Linked DNA regions of Mus musculus: region 2 is linked to region 1. The links are chromatin contacts, called in public HiChIP or PLAC-seq maps. All regions are on one chromosome and are shown on one strand. The core of a region is the stretch at or near the end of the contact, and the rest is flanking DNA. Distances in the headings are between cores, read along the strand shown.

What was found. HiChIP or PLAC-seq counts read pairs in DNA pulled down with a chosen protein or histone mark.
Region 2: an H3K27ac HiChIP or PLAC-seq map of extraembryonic endoderm stem cells shows a contact between it and region 1. The contact joins the promoter of Phka2 here to the enhancer-like site in region 1. A contact is called at or near these places in 11 of 39 promoter capture datasets (the 3T3-L1 cell line, 3T3-L1-derived adipocytes, cranial neural crest and 5 more), 9 of 115 datasets of contacts at active chromatin or transcription factors (astrocytes, embryonic stem cells, extraembryonic endoderm stem cells and 4 more) and 1 of 9 other capture datasets (adipose tissue).

Annotation. Positions count from the first base shown.
Region 1 is chrX:160,163,781-160,171,409 of GRCm38.p6, forward strand. No RefSeq gene overlaps it. Among named protein-coding and RNA genes, the nearest start is that of Pdha1, 29 kb to the left of the region's middle. Within about 2 kb of position 3,246, at least 8 of the 459 cell types and tissues checked have an H3K27ac peak or open chromatin away from gene starts, as enhancers often do. A contact at or near this core is called in extraembryonic endoderm stem cells, where this site is marked.
Region 2 is chrX:160,499,479-160,507,107 of GRCm38.p6, forward strand. It overlaps Phka2 (phosphorylase kinase alpha 2), which reads left to right and starts at 2,684. Exons shown (of 33, transcript NM_172783.4): 1 at 2,684-3,426. The coding sequence starts at 3,349. It overlaps Gm15241 (a long non-coding RNA gene), which reads right to left and starts at 340. Exons shown (of 4, transcript XR_387097.4): 1 at 307-340.

The sequences.
Region 1 (7,629 bases), core at 1,996-4,495:
TGTGGAGTTGACACAGTGGCTTCATCTGCTGAGATAAAGACTTTTTTTTAAATAAATAAATATAAAACCAAAAATTACTTAAAGTTAGAAGTTGACATAACATTGGCCTCTTCAAAATGATGAATAAAAGTATGCAAATAGCAGAATGATATTAATTCCCTTCATGGATGCTTACTGGTATATTTTATAATTCAGAAATTTTAAATAAACTTTATTATTAAAAAAAACCCTTTCAAATACAAAAAAAAAAAAAACCCAAAAAACCAAAAAAACAAAAAACCCACATGCACCAACGGAAGGCATACCCAAAGTCTATGCTTGGAATAGGAGGTGAGCAGCTTTTTATTCTACACTTTTACTATTGAATATATTTTAGAATGTTAGGTTCTCTTAGATGAGTGATCCTCAACCGGGAGTGAGTCTGTCCCCATTAATCACATAGAAATGTCTGGAGATATTTTTGATTGTTATCATCACTAGGTGAGGAAGGAAAGTGGACTGAGCAACAGCCTACAAGGTGGAGAACAGTCAGTGATATAGGCCACCCTCTTCCAGAACTGTACTGTGCATTCAATTGGCACTCCACAACAGCAAGGGACCGGGCCTTGAGAAGGGCAGGTCACTAGCATGTCAGCTTTCTTCCATTCCCAAGAACAGCAGTATTTGATGAGTCATCATATCACAACTCAAACAAACTTCGCCAAGGGAGAAAGTATTACAAAAATAATAGTGGATGCTTGTCTTAGTCACTGTTCTAGCATTGCAAGGAGACACCATGACCAAGGCAGCTTATAAAACAAAGCATTTAATTGGGAGCTTGCTTATAGTTTCAGAGGGTGAGTCCAGGATCATGTGAGATATGGCAGTGTTTGCCCGGTCCTTGAGAAGTTCCTAACTGTACATGTTTCTACCTGCCCATCTCACCTGTTCCCTGAGGAGACCTTGGTGGATCCAGGCATGTGCTATATTTAGAATTCACTCACTGAGCTCAGCATTGGTTTGTTTCAGAGGCCTTTAGTATAGGTCTTTGAAATGATGGCTTGCAATGACTCCCCCGTGGCTCTCCCTTTCCTCTCATCAAGGTCATGTTTTCTCTAGTCCCTTTACATCCTTGTGAACTTTAAACAAAACCCTATCAAGGTACATTAGCAGGATGCAGATCCATCTCTTGTCCTAGTGGAACCCATTTGTGCTCTCTGTGTCAAAGCCACAGAAAATGAGACTCACTCAAGCTTTCCAAATGCCAGGAGGGCAACCAGAGAAGACTGCTAATCTTTCAAGAAATGTCTGTTATGAAATGTCAATGGCCCTTATTGTGAAACCTTAACGATGATCTTTAGTGTGGAGCTTATTAGTTTTCAAGGCTCTTCCGTAGGAGGAACAGTGAACAGCTTCTCTAGGGAGGATGGGATTTTCTATCCCAGTTCTTCTGTCTTATCCATTCATTTCTTCCATTCCCAAGAACAACAGAATTTGATGAATCATGGTATTACAATCCAAACAGAGTTTGTTAGGGGAGAAAGTATTACAAAAATAACAGTGGACACTTGTCTTAGTCACCATTCTATTGCTGTGAGGAGATACCTTTATTTTGTTTCAGACCTTAGGACAAGCGGCTAAGGTGCATATTTTATACACCAAAGCAGACCTGACCTCCAGGTCCTTTCAGCATCCCTCAGTCCCTACCTGGAATATCCTACCCCCAATCCTGAACCTCCCAGTCCAGAGGCTGGGCTACCTTTCTCCCAGAGATTCTTTTCCCTTCCTTCCTTCCTTCCTTCCTTCCTTCCTTCCTTCCTTCCTTCCTTCCTTCCTTCCTTCCTTCCTTCCTTCCTTCCTCTCTCTCCTCTCTCTCCTCTCTCCCCCTCTCTCCCTTACCATGGTAACTTCCCTGGGGCCAGTGAACTCACGGCTTAGCATTTTCCTGTTCTAGTTTCATTTATGATGCTGTGAGAAACTCTCTCTCTCTCTCTCCCTCTCTCTCTCTCTCTCTCTCTCTCTCTCTCTCTCTCTCTCTCTCTCTCTGTGTGTGTGTGTGTGTTGTATGTTATCCCAAATTTTAACCCATTAGTGTGGATAAGTCAAGACAGGAACTTCAAATAGCTTAGTCACATCACATCCCACCCCAGCTGAGAGAAGAGAGAAATGAATTCCTACATACCTACTTGTTTACCTGGCCTGAACTCAGTTTCTCCATTCCTATACAGTTCAGACCTCCTGCCTTGGGAATGGTGCTGCCCAGGTGGGCTGGGTCTTTTCACATCAATTAACTAACAATCACCCATAGACATATCTGTCTACAGGCTAACCCTGTGCAGACAGTCTTTCAATGAGACTCTCATTCCAAGTGATTCTCGGTTGTATCAAATTGGCAATTAAAGCATCATACCATCATACCTATCCTCACAGGGTTAAGGTCAGGAGTGGACTCTGTCTGCTGGATCCTCATTGCCTCTTCTCTGCGGGCATACTTAAGGTTATGTGTCCTTAAAGATTTTATTTTTATTATTATTTTAAATTGTGTGCCTCTCTCTCTCTCTCTCTCTCTCTCTCTCTCTCTCTCTCTCTCTCTCTCTGTGTGTGTGTGTGTGTGTGTCTGTGTCTGTGCATGAGTAATTGCACACGTACTTGGTGTCTGGAGAACATGAAGAGCACGTCAGAGCCCCTAGGCTGGAGCTGCAGACAATTGTGACACAGACACTGGGAACTAAATTCCATTCCTTGACAAGAGTAGTGTGCACTTTAAACTACTGAATTGTCTCTCCAGCCCTGGGTTATATGCTCCTAATCTGATTGTGGTTCAAGAAATTATTCTATTTATCCAACAGCACTTACTGATCATTTATAATAAGTTGGACCCTGGCGAGAGGATAGTGAACGTGCTTATAGGCACAGTCTGACAGCTCTGAGCACACAGGCTGTGAGGGTTGCTCTCAGTTCAGAAGAGAGACAGCATCAATAAGTAATTACCCAAAGGTATGAGGACCCAGCAGGGGCAGCCTGTTCTGCCTGAGGAGTTTAGAGAACGAACACTCACTGAGAAAATGGTAATTATGCTAGGGATTAAGGAACCATAGACATTCAGTGGAAAGGGGGAGGGGAAAGATCACCCCTGGAAAGATGCTGCGCTGTGCAAAGGCTCACTGAAAGCTGACCAAGTGTGGAGGATTCAAAGAATAGCAGCTCTCAGTAGCTGCAGATTAGGGGATTTGAGAAGGAGCTGGGTGGAGTAGGATCACAGAAGAGAAGGGCCTGGGAAAGCAAGCTGAGGTCACATCCTGAGACCTTTTCCTGCCATGCTATTGGGAACAAGTTCCTGAAGAGAAGCTGCTCTCCGGTGTGAACAAGACACTCCTGGAGGGAGTTTGTCTGCGGGGGGCCTGAGGGACCCATAGGAATTTTAGTCCTGCGGAGAGACTGGGATTTTGTAGATGCAGACATTAATTACTAATCTTGGGCTAGTTTTGACCTTCTGGAACAGTCATTCCTTGCTCCACTCTATCTGAACTAGCACCGTATGATAATAAATAAAAATCATTTTAGTAAGCCATTAACTTGGAGCACAAACTCTTACCAAGAGCTAAGAAGGGCATCAGGTAAGATTTTAGGCCCTATAAAGGAAGCTTCCCCCATCTCCATGTGCCTGCCTCTCTGATATACCCACCGATATATTTTAAACTTACCTCGATTTATGACTTTCTTTGTTCTGTAAAACTATGAAAACTTCATGAAACTGATTCCATGTTGGAACATGGAATTTAAGTAACCTAAATCTATATTTTCAGTCATTCAAAATGGCTCCAGAATAAATTATCTCTTATTCCCTTTAAAATGAGAGCTATGGTTTTTATGTCACTATGGAATTTGGGTTTTAGCACTGCAGAACCAGTTGTTGTTGGTTTCTTTTCTTTTTTTTTTTTTTTTAAGCTAGAGATAACATTGTTGGACTTCCGTCTTAGCAAGGCCATTTTGGTGACGTCATGGAGGGATGGCGTGTTGGAAGAGAATGTGGCTTGGAGGCAGTTCATGTGTGATACTGGACTGAGGTCACTGGGTGGAAGGAGACTGGCTAATTAAAGTAGAGGGAGGAGTCTCTGGGAAGCAGAGGTTGTGGGGAAAGGAGAGCTAGGAGATTGTCGCTTAAAATAAATTGTAGTTTAAGTTTCTGTGGGATAGCCTTCTCACCAAAACAGACCCAGATGATGATGATGACAACGACGATGAGGAAGACTCTCTCTCTCTCTCTCTCTCTCTCTCTCTCTCTCTCTCTCTCTCTCTCTCTCTGTGTGTGTGTGTGTGTGTGTGTGTGTGTGTGTGTGTGTACTCAGATCTGACACTGTTAAGGTAGCTAAGAACTCAAGATTAGATAGGCCATGGTCCTAGGAGAAAAGCAAATACTATTGTTCTGCTGAAGGTGTATCGGTTCATGATTCACCAAAGAATGATACCCTGGACTCAAATAGTATGTAAATGGAAAGAGTGCTTTATTCTTTATGCTGGGGCCTCTTCCATGACCAAGATAGAGAGACAACCAAGTACCCAAGATACAATTCACAGACCACATGAAACTCAAGAAGAAGGAAGACCAGGGGGCTGGAGAGATGGCTAAGAGGTTAAGAATACTGACTGTTCTTCCAGAGGTCCTGAGTTCAATTCCCAGCAACCACATGGTGGCTCACAACCATCTGTAATGGAATCTGATGCACTCTTCTGGTGTGTGTCTGAAGACAACTACAGTGTACTCATATAAATAAAAATAAATAAATCTAAAAAAAAAAAAAAAGATGAAGGAAGACCAAAGTGTGGATACATCGATCCTTCTTAGAAGGGGGAACAAAATACCCATGGAAGGAGTTACAGAGACAAAGTCTGGAGCAGAGACTGAAGGAATGACCATCCAGAGACTGCCCCACCTGGGGATCCATCCCATATACAACCACCAAACCCAGACACTATTGCGGATGCCAACAGGAGCTTGCTGACAGGAGCCTGAGATAGCTGTTTCCTGAGAGGCTCTGCAGTGCCTGACAAATACAGAAGTGGAGGCTCACAGCCATCCATTGGACAGAGTTTAGGGTCCCCAATGAAGGAGCTAGAGAAAGGACCCAAGGAGCTGAAGGGGTTTACAGCCCCATAGGAGGAACAACAATATGAACTAACCAGTACCCCCAGAGCTCCTGGTGACTAAATCACCAATCAAGGAAAACACATGGTGGGACTCATGGTCTAGCTGCATATGTAGCAGAAGATGGCCTTGTCAGTCATCAGTGGGAGGAGAGGCCCTTGGTCCTGTGGCGGTTCTATGCCCCAGTATAGGGGAATGCCAGGACCAGGAAGCGGGAGTGGGTGGGTTGGTGAGAAGGAAGAGGGGAAAGAGGATAAGGGGGTTTTCAGAGGGGAAACCAGGAAAGAGGATAACATTTGAAATGTAAATAAAAAATATCTAATTAGAGAGAGAGAGAGAGAGAGAGAAAGAAAGAGAGAGAGGATCTGGGAGGAATTGGAAGATGAGAAACTATGATCTAAATATATTGCATGAAAAAATTCTTCATTAAAAATGTGTGTGTATTATAGTGATATAAAAATGCATAAAATGACAAAACTATTGTATAAACATAAGCTTTGCTCATTTATACAGTATATATTTTTATACCTTTCTCTTCTCCTTTCCTTATTTTAAATATCTATGTTTTTGCTATATGTAAGTATTTAAAGCTTATGCAAGTATGAGGGCCAGTTTGATGGAAGGGCACTTGCTGTTAGCATTCTGTATAAACTCCACCCCACAGTTACCTGGCAACAGCCAGGTAGGCTTGACCCACTATAAAAGGGGCTGCTTGCCCCCTCCTCCCTCTCTTGTTCTCTTGTTTCTCTCTTGCTCTCTTGGGCTCTTCCCTTCCCCCCTCCCTTCACCCTCCCTCCATGTGGTCATGGTATGCTTGGCTTCTACTTCTTTACTCTCTCCTTCTCTCTGCCTTTCTCTGCCTCTCTACCCTCTTAATTCCCCTCCCCATGACCTGAATAAACTCTATTCTATACTATACCGTCTTGTGGCCGGTCCATCAGGGGGAACGGATGCCTTGGCATGGGCCAGCTGAGACATCCCCTTCCCCTATACCTCACTACACCCCCATAGAACATAACCCCTACCTCTTTATCTTTTCATAAACACATCACTTGCTACCAAAAATAGGGCCCTGAGTTTGGTCTCTGGGACCTGCATAGAGTGAGGAGAGAACTGACTCTTACAAGTTGTTCTCTGACCTCTACATGCTTGCCATTGGCACACATGCTCTCCATGAATAAATGAATATAAAATATATAAACTATACAAATGTGCCAGACTTAGGAGGTAGAGGCAGCAGGAACTGCCTGTTAACGGCCTTTTTGTCTCCATAGGGAGTTTTGAAGCCAGTTGGGCTAGAGATTCTGCTTCAAAACAAGCAAACAGGCTGGAGAGGTTAAGGACAATTGCTGCTCTTCTAAAAGACACGAGTTGAACTCCCATCATCTGCATGACAGCTTTCAAACAGCTAAAACTCCAGTTCCAGAGGATCTCATGACCTCTTCTGGCCTTGGTTGGTACTGCAGGCAAATAGTACAAAGGCTGGCAGGCAAAACACCCAAACACAAACTGAAAATAAAGTGGATCACAGGGCTCCCAATGGAGGAGCTAGAGAAAGTACCCAAGGAGCTAAAGGGATCTGCAACCCTATAGGTGGAACAACATTATGAACTAACCAGTACCCCGGAGCTCTTGACTCTAGCTGCATATGTATCAAAAGATAGCCTAGTCGGCCATCACTGGAAAGAGAGGCCCATTGAACATGCAAACTGTATATGCCCCAGTACAGGGGAACGCCAGGGCCAAAAAAAAAAAAAATGGGAATGTGTGGGTAGGGAAGTGGGGGGGAGGGTATGGGGGACTTTTGGGATAGCATTGGAAATGTAATTGAGGAAAATATGTAATAAAAAAAAGAAAACATCAATACCCCAAGCAAACAAATAAACCACACAATGTGAAATGAATTTTCTACCCAAAATTGTAGATTAAAATTCTTTTATAGTAGTGGTCAGGAAGTTTTCTTCTAATGTTTAGTATAGTCCGTGTCATGGGTGTTGGGCACATATGGCCTCTTTGTCACAGCTATTCATCACTATCACTGTAGAGCCCAAGCAGACATACATCATATGTCAATAGTTCCCTTGAGTGTTCACACCGCAGTAGTCATGGAAACTTCACTCCCAATTTGACTACTGCTGTGGGGCCACCCTGAAGGGACCCATGTAGGTGGATTCTTGATGGTGCTCTTGGTGTGAGACAGTAGCTACCATGTAAGTACAGAAGGGATAAAAGTCCAGAAGAGTTTTATTCAAAACAGTGTGTGCATACATTATCTTGATTTGACTCCTCTCCTCAGGTAACATAAGATATCTTGAATTTGTATCATAATGAAGAAGCACAACTAAGTGGACATCATAGAATGTATAGTGCAGGATAGAATAAATGTCAAATAGTTCTTCTGGGCAAAGGAATGGCGAGGGAGGTTTCAACTGTACAGAGGGTGGCTGCCAGCAAATCTTCAAGTAAACTCTCTTTACAACAATCTTGTCGATTGCAGTTCTCTG
Region 2 (7,629 bases), core at 1,434-3,933, 340 kb after region 1:
TCCACAGGCACCAGACACGAACACAGTAGACATACATACATGCAGGCAAAATACTCATGTGCATAAAAAAGATTTTTTTTAAAAAAGGAACAAAATTGGGTCAAAAATTCTTAGGAATATATTCATTTATTTCTCACCTCAGTTTCCAGATATAACATCAAGAAATCAGAGCATATAAAATTTAAATATATATTCATATGGAATATTGTATTATTCAGGGTTTTACTGCTGTGAACAGACACCATGACCAAAGCAAATCTTATAAAAAAAAAAAAAACAAACAACATTTAATTGGGGTTGGCTTACAGGTTCAGAGGTTCAGTCCATTATTATCAAGGTGGGAGTGTGGCAGCATCCAGGCAGGCATGGCCCAGGCAGAGCTGAGAATTCTATGTCTTCATCCAAAGGCTGCTAGTGGAAGACTGACTTCCAGGCACCTAGGGTGAGAGTATTAAGCCCACACCCACAATGACACACCTACTCCAACCAGGTCACACCTATTTCAACAAGGCCACACCTCCAAATGGTGCCACCCCCTGGTCCAAGAATATACAAACTATCACAAATATATAGCCTTTAAAATAATATTTTATTAATTATTTGAGAATTCCATATAGTGTATTTTTATCATGTTTACCTAGATAGCTATATAGCCTTGTAACCCTGGCTGGCTTGCCTCAAATTCAGGACCTTCCTGATTCAGTATCCACAAAGATGGGATTACAAGTATCGCCATTCCTGGCTTTAAAATATATGCTTTTAAAATATATTTAATAGATACGTTCTTCACTATGAAGAAACCCTTATAGTCCCTGGTATGTCCTCTCCTTGACTCTCAATCTTATATAGCTGCAAGAAGTTGGAGCAGAGACAAATTTAACATTCTTTTACACTATGGTAATGGGAAAGTAAAATGATTCCAGGTCATCTAAACTAAATTATTACAGAAATAGTTTAATTTGGTTAACTGGTTAGTTTTTTCAAGTTGATTAAGAATGGACCCTCCCAATTCAGAGACAGGGTACTTTAGGTTCAAAAGACATGATATTTCCACTTTGCATGCTGTCCTCTAAGACAGAGTCTTAAGCTTCCAATGAGAACACAAGCCATCCTAAAAATAAGCAATGATGCCACCTTTTAAATACAGAAGAATATATGAAATCTCCAGGAAAGGTACATAGAAAGATTACTAAAGGGATTCAATTATGGTAATTGAATGCTTAATCTTACTCCCTAGGCCACAGCAACTCCTACATGGAAGTACATTGTGCACTGTTTCATAACTTCAGTGCCATTATTAAAACAAATAATGAGTTGAGAAAAGAATGGTAAGAAGATATGAGGGGAACTGCCCAATGTAAAACATATACATGCACCAAGGCTTGAAAAGAATGTTGAAAAGTACTCGAGCTGGGTGTGGTGGCACGTACTCAGAATCCCAACACTTTGGATGCCGAGGAAAGAAGTATTGCTGTGAGTTTGAGGAATAGTCTTGGATACATAATATAGTTGAGAGCAGCCTAGGCTACATGACAAGACTCTGTCTCAGAGAAAAAGTATGTGGGCTGATAGGGGTTGGGTGCTTTAGTTAAAGACTAACTATAAGGGGAGTCAAATAAGCAGGACTCATTTTCAGTCCATCAACATTGAGCCCTAGACACATGTACAATCAACTCTGTGCCAGGTGTGGTGGGAGATACCAAGCTATTTCATAAGCATCTCATAATCCAGTTAGAAAAGTATGCCTCAGTTAAAATGTAAACAATACACTATTTCCAAATGGTGCTGAAAATAGCTCTGGTTTAAGTGCCACTCTGAGTCAAGTATGTGCTACACGCACTTGACCTTGTCACATTACAAGGCATGAGGTTTACCCCAACAGATAAAAACAGTAAAAGTCAAACAACTGAAACAGTAACACAAATGTCTATATAAATCAGAAATGGAATAAAGTGCAGTTCGAACTGACTCGTTGCCCCATCTTTACTGAGGAAACTGCTATAGGAATCCAGAAAATTGGAAACGCTAATGAGTGGGCTGACCTAGTCTTTAAGGCAAAGGTAAGTTTTAGACAATGAAATGGGTCAAAGTGGAGAATAACAAAGTGCTTGTGGAAGCAATTACATTAGAACAGCTGCCCAGTCAAATTTATTTGTGGGCCAGATTTTGATGGACAATGAAGACAGGATCAAAGAATGCGGCCTGTGGTTAGCAACCTTGACAACTAATGGGATGCCAAATTTCAAAATATACTATTATAAATGAACTGCAAAATTCTCCCAGGAGCTAAGGCCAGGAGCCACGGGTACCAGGAGTGTATGTGGAGGACAGTACTCAGGCCTCCCTTTCTTGCTTTCAGTGCTGAGCTCCACTATGGGGACTCTGTCCTCAGGTGAGGCCCAGGACAGGGCGGGGCTATGACGGCCGGTCATCCGAAGGATGCCCAGGCGGCCCAGCCTCTTTCTAGTCTCCGGTGGGTTTGGCGGCTCCGCTCAGGAGACCTTGTCATTGCCGACCCAGAAAGCCGACTTGTTCTCTGCTTCCATCCAAGTTCTCCATACTCCTGCGGGCTGCCCCATTTTCCTTCCTGGTCAGGCCATGACAAGGAGGGCTCCAAACCCCACGGAGGAGGCGGACTGGGGGCGGAGCTGCGAGCAGATCGGTACCGCCCCCCCAACGCGTTCCTTCCGGGCGGGACTGCACGGGTTCCGCTTCTTGGTTCGGGCCGGCGTGAGGGGTGGCCTCCGTACCCCGGGGGCCGCGACCGAAGGACTCTGCTCCTTTAGCCTCAGCCGCGGTTGGAAGCAGGTTGAGGTAGGAGCAAAGTCAATAAAAAAAACTGAATTTCCGTTAAGAGCCCAGCTCCCCGCCGCTCCCAGCGGCCTTCCTCTGTAGACCCTCTCCCTTTAGGCGGAGACTTGGAGAGTCCGCCCCACGAGGGGGGCGGAGCCTAGTAAAGCTTAGGTGAGCTCCCAAGCAACCCGGAGCCGCCTCCCAAAACAGAGGGGTACCGCCAAGGCCTTTCTCCAGCCTAGTGCCCAGTCTAGGTTCTGTCGAGCATGGTGGTGGGACTAGAAACCCTCGGGGCAGCTGCTGACCGGGAGGAAGCCGGGCCGCGATAGCGCCACCCCCGTCTCCTCCCCCGCACCGCCCAGCGGCGCGACACTCTGGTTGGCTCGCCTTGCAAGTCATACTTTGGGTCTCTCAGTTTGAAAACTCTTCCTCTCGGCCCCCTTTGAAGAAACTCATTGACGCTGAATGTTTTGAGGACCAGGTCAGCTTGGAGGCGGCAACTTTGGCGGACACCAGCGGGCAGGTCCAGCTCCGTGGCCCATGAGCTTGGGCGAGATGCGGAGCAGGAGCAATTCTGGGGTCCGCCTGGACGGGTACGCGAGGCTGGTGCAGCAAACCATCCTGTGTTACCAGGTAAACAGAGAGCAGCCCAGAGAACGGTGGAAACTGCCCACTGATATAACTCATTCTCCCCAAGGCCTCTGTCACTCATGAGAGCTTGCATTTATTTAAGAGGTTTCCGACTTTAATCCAGTCCTTTGCTAGCCAGTTATCACCCTACTCCCTTATCGCTATTTTATTCACTTTACTCACAAGTCAGGCATTCTGGCTTTTGAACAGTTGCTGCGGCTGCTTTGCAGAATTCTGGGACCTTTTTTTTTCTCTCCTCTTCCTCCTCCCTTCCTCTTTTTCCCCCCATCGGGACACCCCCCTCGAGGTCCTTCCTTACTGCCTCTTTTGGATGAAAGAAGTCTGTTAGGTTGGACAGAGCACACTGAAGGAGAACAGTGAACTAACTCTACTCTGGGAACAGTAGGCAGGAGTGAAAAACTCCCAAGGCTTGCATCTGACCAGAGTGTGGGCAACTGTTACTGCCCCTCCCTTGTTAGAAATCCCCCTGAGAGGACCCTATGACCACTCTGGTTGCTGCTTTACAGCCAACAAAACTTCTGGGCACAGAGCATCAGCATCAAGGGGTCCTGTGAAACTGTGCATATAATCTCAGGTATGAATACGCCTGCTATGCTTCCTGCTTGGCAAAAGTTATGTGTGAGTGCCCAATGTAAGACCACTGAGCTATTTTTGTTCAGAGCAAAGACATCAGCTATATTGCTTGCCTTCAGTTGGCAGCAGCTATTTTTAGGGCTTTGAGAGTCAGAGAAGGAAGTAGCAGTTGGTGGTCATTTCCAAACCATTAACCTTTTTTTTTTCTTCTTAGCTAATTCCTTGACCTCTCACTCAGGAAGAATTTATTGTGTATCTTTTCTATGCAAGGCATCATACAAACTACATAAAATGAATAAATGGTACTGCCAGTGGTGTGACTTAGTGGTAGTTTACCTGGTAGTCTCAAGGCCCTGGATTGGATTGCAGCACTGTAAAAGAAAAAAAAAAATGTTCATAGCACAATACGGTGAATTTTATGAATAACGTAAAATAAGTTCAGTGTTTCTTGTTTGAAACACGTTGGGGCCAAATGTGGCTTGTAAGCTAGAAACGTCTTGATTTTAAAAATCATATGCATACTCTATAAGCATACTCTAATAGCCAGAGTAGTCCAGGCAGTACCCCTTAGTTACAGCCACTATTATTTCTCCATTGGAATATGAATGTTCACACTAAGCAATAAGTAAAGACTATAAAAAGAGTTTCACATTAGATCAGCTTGTCTTTGCCACCAAAAGAAATTTCTGCAAATGTAGGAGAAACATTTCCATATGTTAATGGCTCTGAGGATTGCTCATAAAGGAATGCAGGGTTTATTTGAGGAAAATACTCCCTCCCCCATCCCTCCCCCCTACTGCCAAACCATAGATGGCAAGGAAGGAGTTCTGCACGACATGGCATTCCAGTGGAGAGTTGAAGAGGGGCTAAGCAGAGATAGAGGTTACTCTTTGCTTTTATTCTTAAAATGTAATTACAAGTATAAAACGTAAAAGTCCCAGTTGAAAATGTTTCTACCCATTACTATGATAGAAAGAGCTGTAAAGAGAACTGTAAAGAGTCCAAGCTAACCTAGAACTCACTATGTAGACCAAGCTGGCCTCAACGTGACCTGCTTTAGCCTCATGCGTGTTGGGATTAAAGGTGTACACCATTATACCCAGAGCTTTCTGTTTATCTTTTCTGAGTTAACACCTTCAACCGTAGAATGGGAATTGGTTATTATTTTTAAAAAAACGAATGTCTAGTGTACTCTCCTTGGGCACATTATGTGCAACCACTATGCAGTGGGTGCTTTTGTTACAGACCACATGCTCCTCAGTCCTTTCCTGACCATCCTGACCCATGATGCTCCCATTCCTGGAAGGCTTGATACTGCTGCTAATTGTTTTCTGGTCTTTGGACATAATTCTGTGTTCCATTGATGTAGTCAGATGCCAAGTGCAGAGATTTAGTGCTTCTTTCTTATTCATCAAGCAAGGTCTCAGGCTCGTTATAGTATCCTTCAATCCTTGTTGAAAAACACTACTTCCTATGAGTTCTGTGGCACCTTAGGGGCACATATGTTGGTCCAGGCTTGCCTTTGCTCAGGAGCAAAACAATCACCAGAGCTGCAGAGGTGGACTTTCCTCCCCTACATTTTAATGATTAAAGAGCAGTTGTCTGACCTTTTAGTTGTATTTATTTTGGGGGTAGGTAGTCAGTGAAAAGGCCCTCATATTTTCTCCCTTTTCCTCTGGATAACCAGAATACTCCAGATAGTTCTCCTGGGAAAGTCTGTGAATCTGCAAGTAGACAATTGCACACCCCATCCAGCGCTCCCCTGCTTTTATCCTGCTGCAGCAACTATTCACTTGCAGAGGCCTAACTTGCTTAGGGCCTTGTCATCTTTTCTGAGTGGTATTAGGTAGGTCCCCTGTGTTCTGTGTGTTTTTTTTAAATCATAATAAAAAATGGATGAGGTAGGTTTCTGTAGTTTGTGCTATATTGTGCCATCTTCTCTAAGTATATGCATGTTTCTGACACATTTTTCAAGTCAATTCTTATAAGCTCTGAACTCGATTTTTATTTGTTTTTTAAGTTGAGATTAGTTTATATTGGTTTCAGAAGTTAGACATCATTTCATTAGAGTGTCAAGCTGATCGTTATTCTTCCTTTTAGTAGTTTAGTCACATCGTCTAGCATGTCCACTGATATGTTCCTGTATCTGTAAAAGAGAAGACCTTTTCCTGTATGTTATTTGACAAATCTAGAATACTTGGTGAGTGTACATTATTTGAATTTTTAAGGCAAAAAAGGAAAGACCTATGTCTATAAAATAGTCATTTAGCAAGCTTCACTTTATGAATGTACATGGAGGAGTCTCTTCAGGAAGGTATTGACATTTAGAAAGAATTTTCTCCATTTTTTTAGCCTAGATTTAAAAATGTTGATTTTAACATTTCTTCAGTAATGGTTCTGTTTGAAGGCTTCTTAATATGTGTGAAGTGTGAAATAGTGGTAAGAGAATATGAATCAGAAAATAGTAGTCAACTTTGTGTTCACAGTAGTTAGAAATTATTGAGTATGATAATTTAGAAAAAAGACTAGGGCAAAAACTACATTGAGATTAGTAACAGTGGAATTTAAACTGAAAACAACAACGTAAATAGAACATGGTATATGGAATAAATAGCAGTAGTAAAGACTAATTGTAGAAGAGTTAAAAATAATAGAATTAGCCAGGCGGTGGTGGCGCACACCTTTAATCCCAGCACTTGGGAGGCAGAGGCAAGAGGATTTCTGAGTTTGAGGCCAGCCTGGTCTACAGAGTGAGTTCCAGGACAGCCAGGGCTACTCAGAGAAACCCTGTCTTGAAAAAACAAAAAACAAAAAAACAAAACAAAAAAAAAAGAAAAAAGAAAAAAAATAGAATTAAGTCTAGGAAGTAGTATGACAGGAGACTGAGAAAAGACTGGGGTTAAAGTGTTCTGAGTCCTTTATTGCCTTAGGAGAGAGGGTGTAGGAATTATCATGTCTTTTAAGTCAAAAAGCTTAAGAGTTACCGTTAAAATAATATAAGCAAAGGGCTGAGAACTTAGTGCACTTGATAAGATGCTTGCTGTGTAATCATGAGGGCCCCAGCTCAGGTGTTAGCACTCCTGTAAAGGCCAGATGGGGTGATACATACTTATAACCCCAATACTGGGAAGGTGGAAATAGGAAGATCATGGGGGCCCCTAGTCTAATCAGTAAACTTTAGGTCCCAGTGAAAGATCTTGTTTCAGAAATCAAGGTGAGCATTGGAAAGAGTCCCCAGAACACATGTGGGCATAACAGCTTTTTCGCAATTCTTTTGTTTTGTATTTTCAGACAGGCTTTCTCTGTGTAGTCCTGGCTGTCTTGGAACTCACTCTAGACGAGGCTGGCCTCAAACTCAGAGATATGTCTGCTTCTGCCTTCCAAGTGCTGTGATTAAAGGAGTTTGTCACCACTGTCTAGCCTGTTTGTAATTCTCATATTCAAAAGATAGAGTTGGGACTCTATATTAGTCAGGGTTCTAAAGTCACAAAATTTATGGAATGTCTCTGTATATTAAGAGAAATTTGAAATGACTTAAAGTCTGCAGTCAAACTAACCCAACAATGGGCAGCTGTGAATGGGAAGTCCAAGAATCTAGTAGTTGCTCGGTCT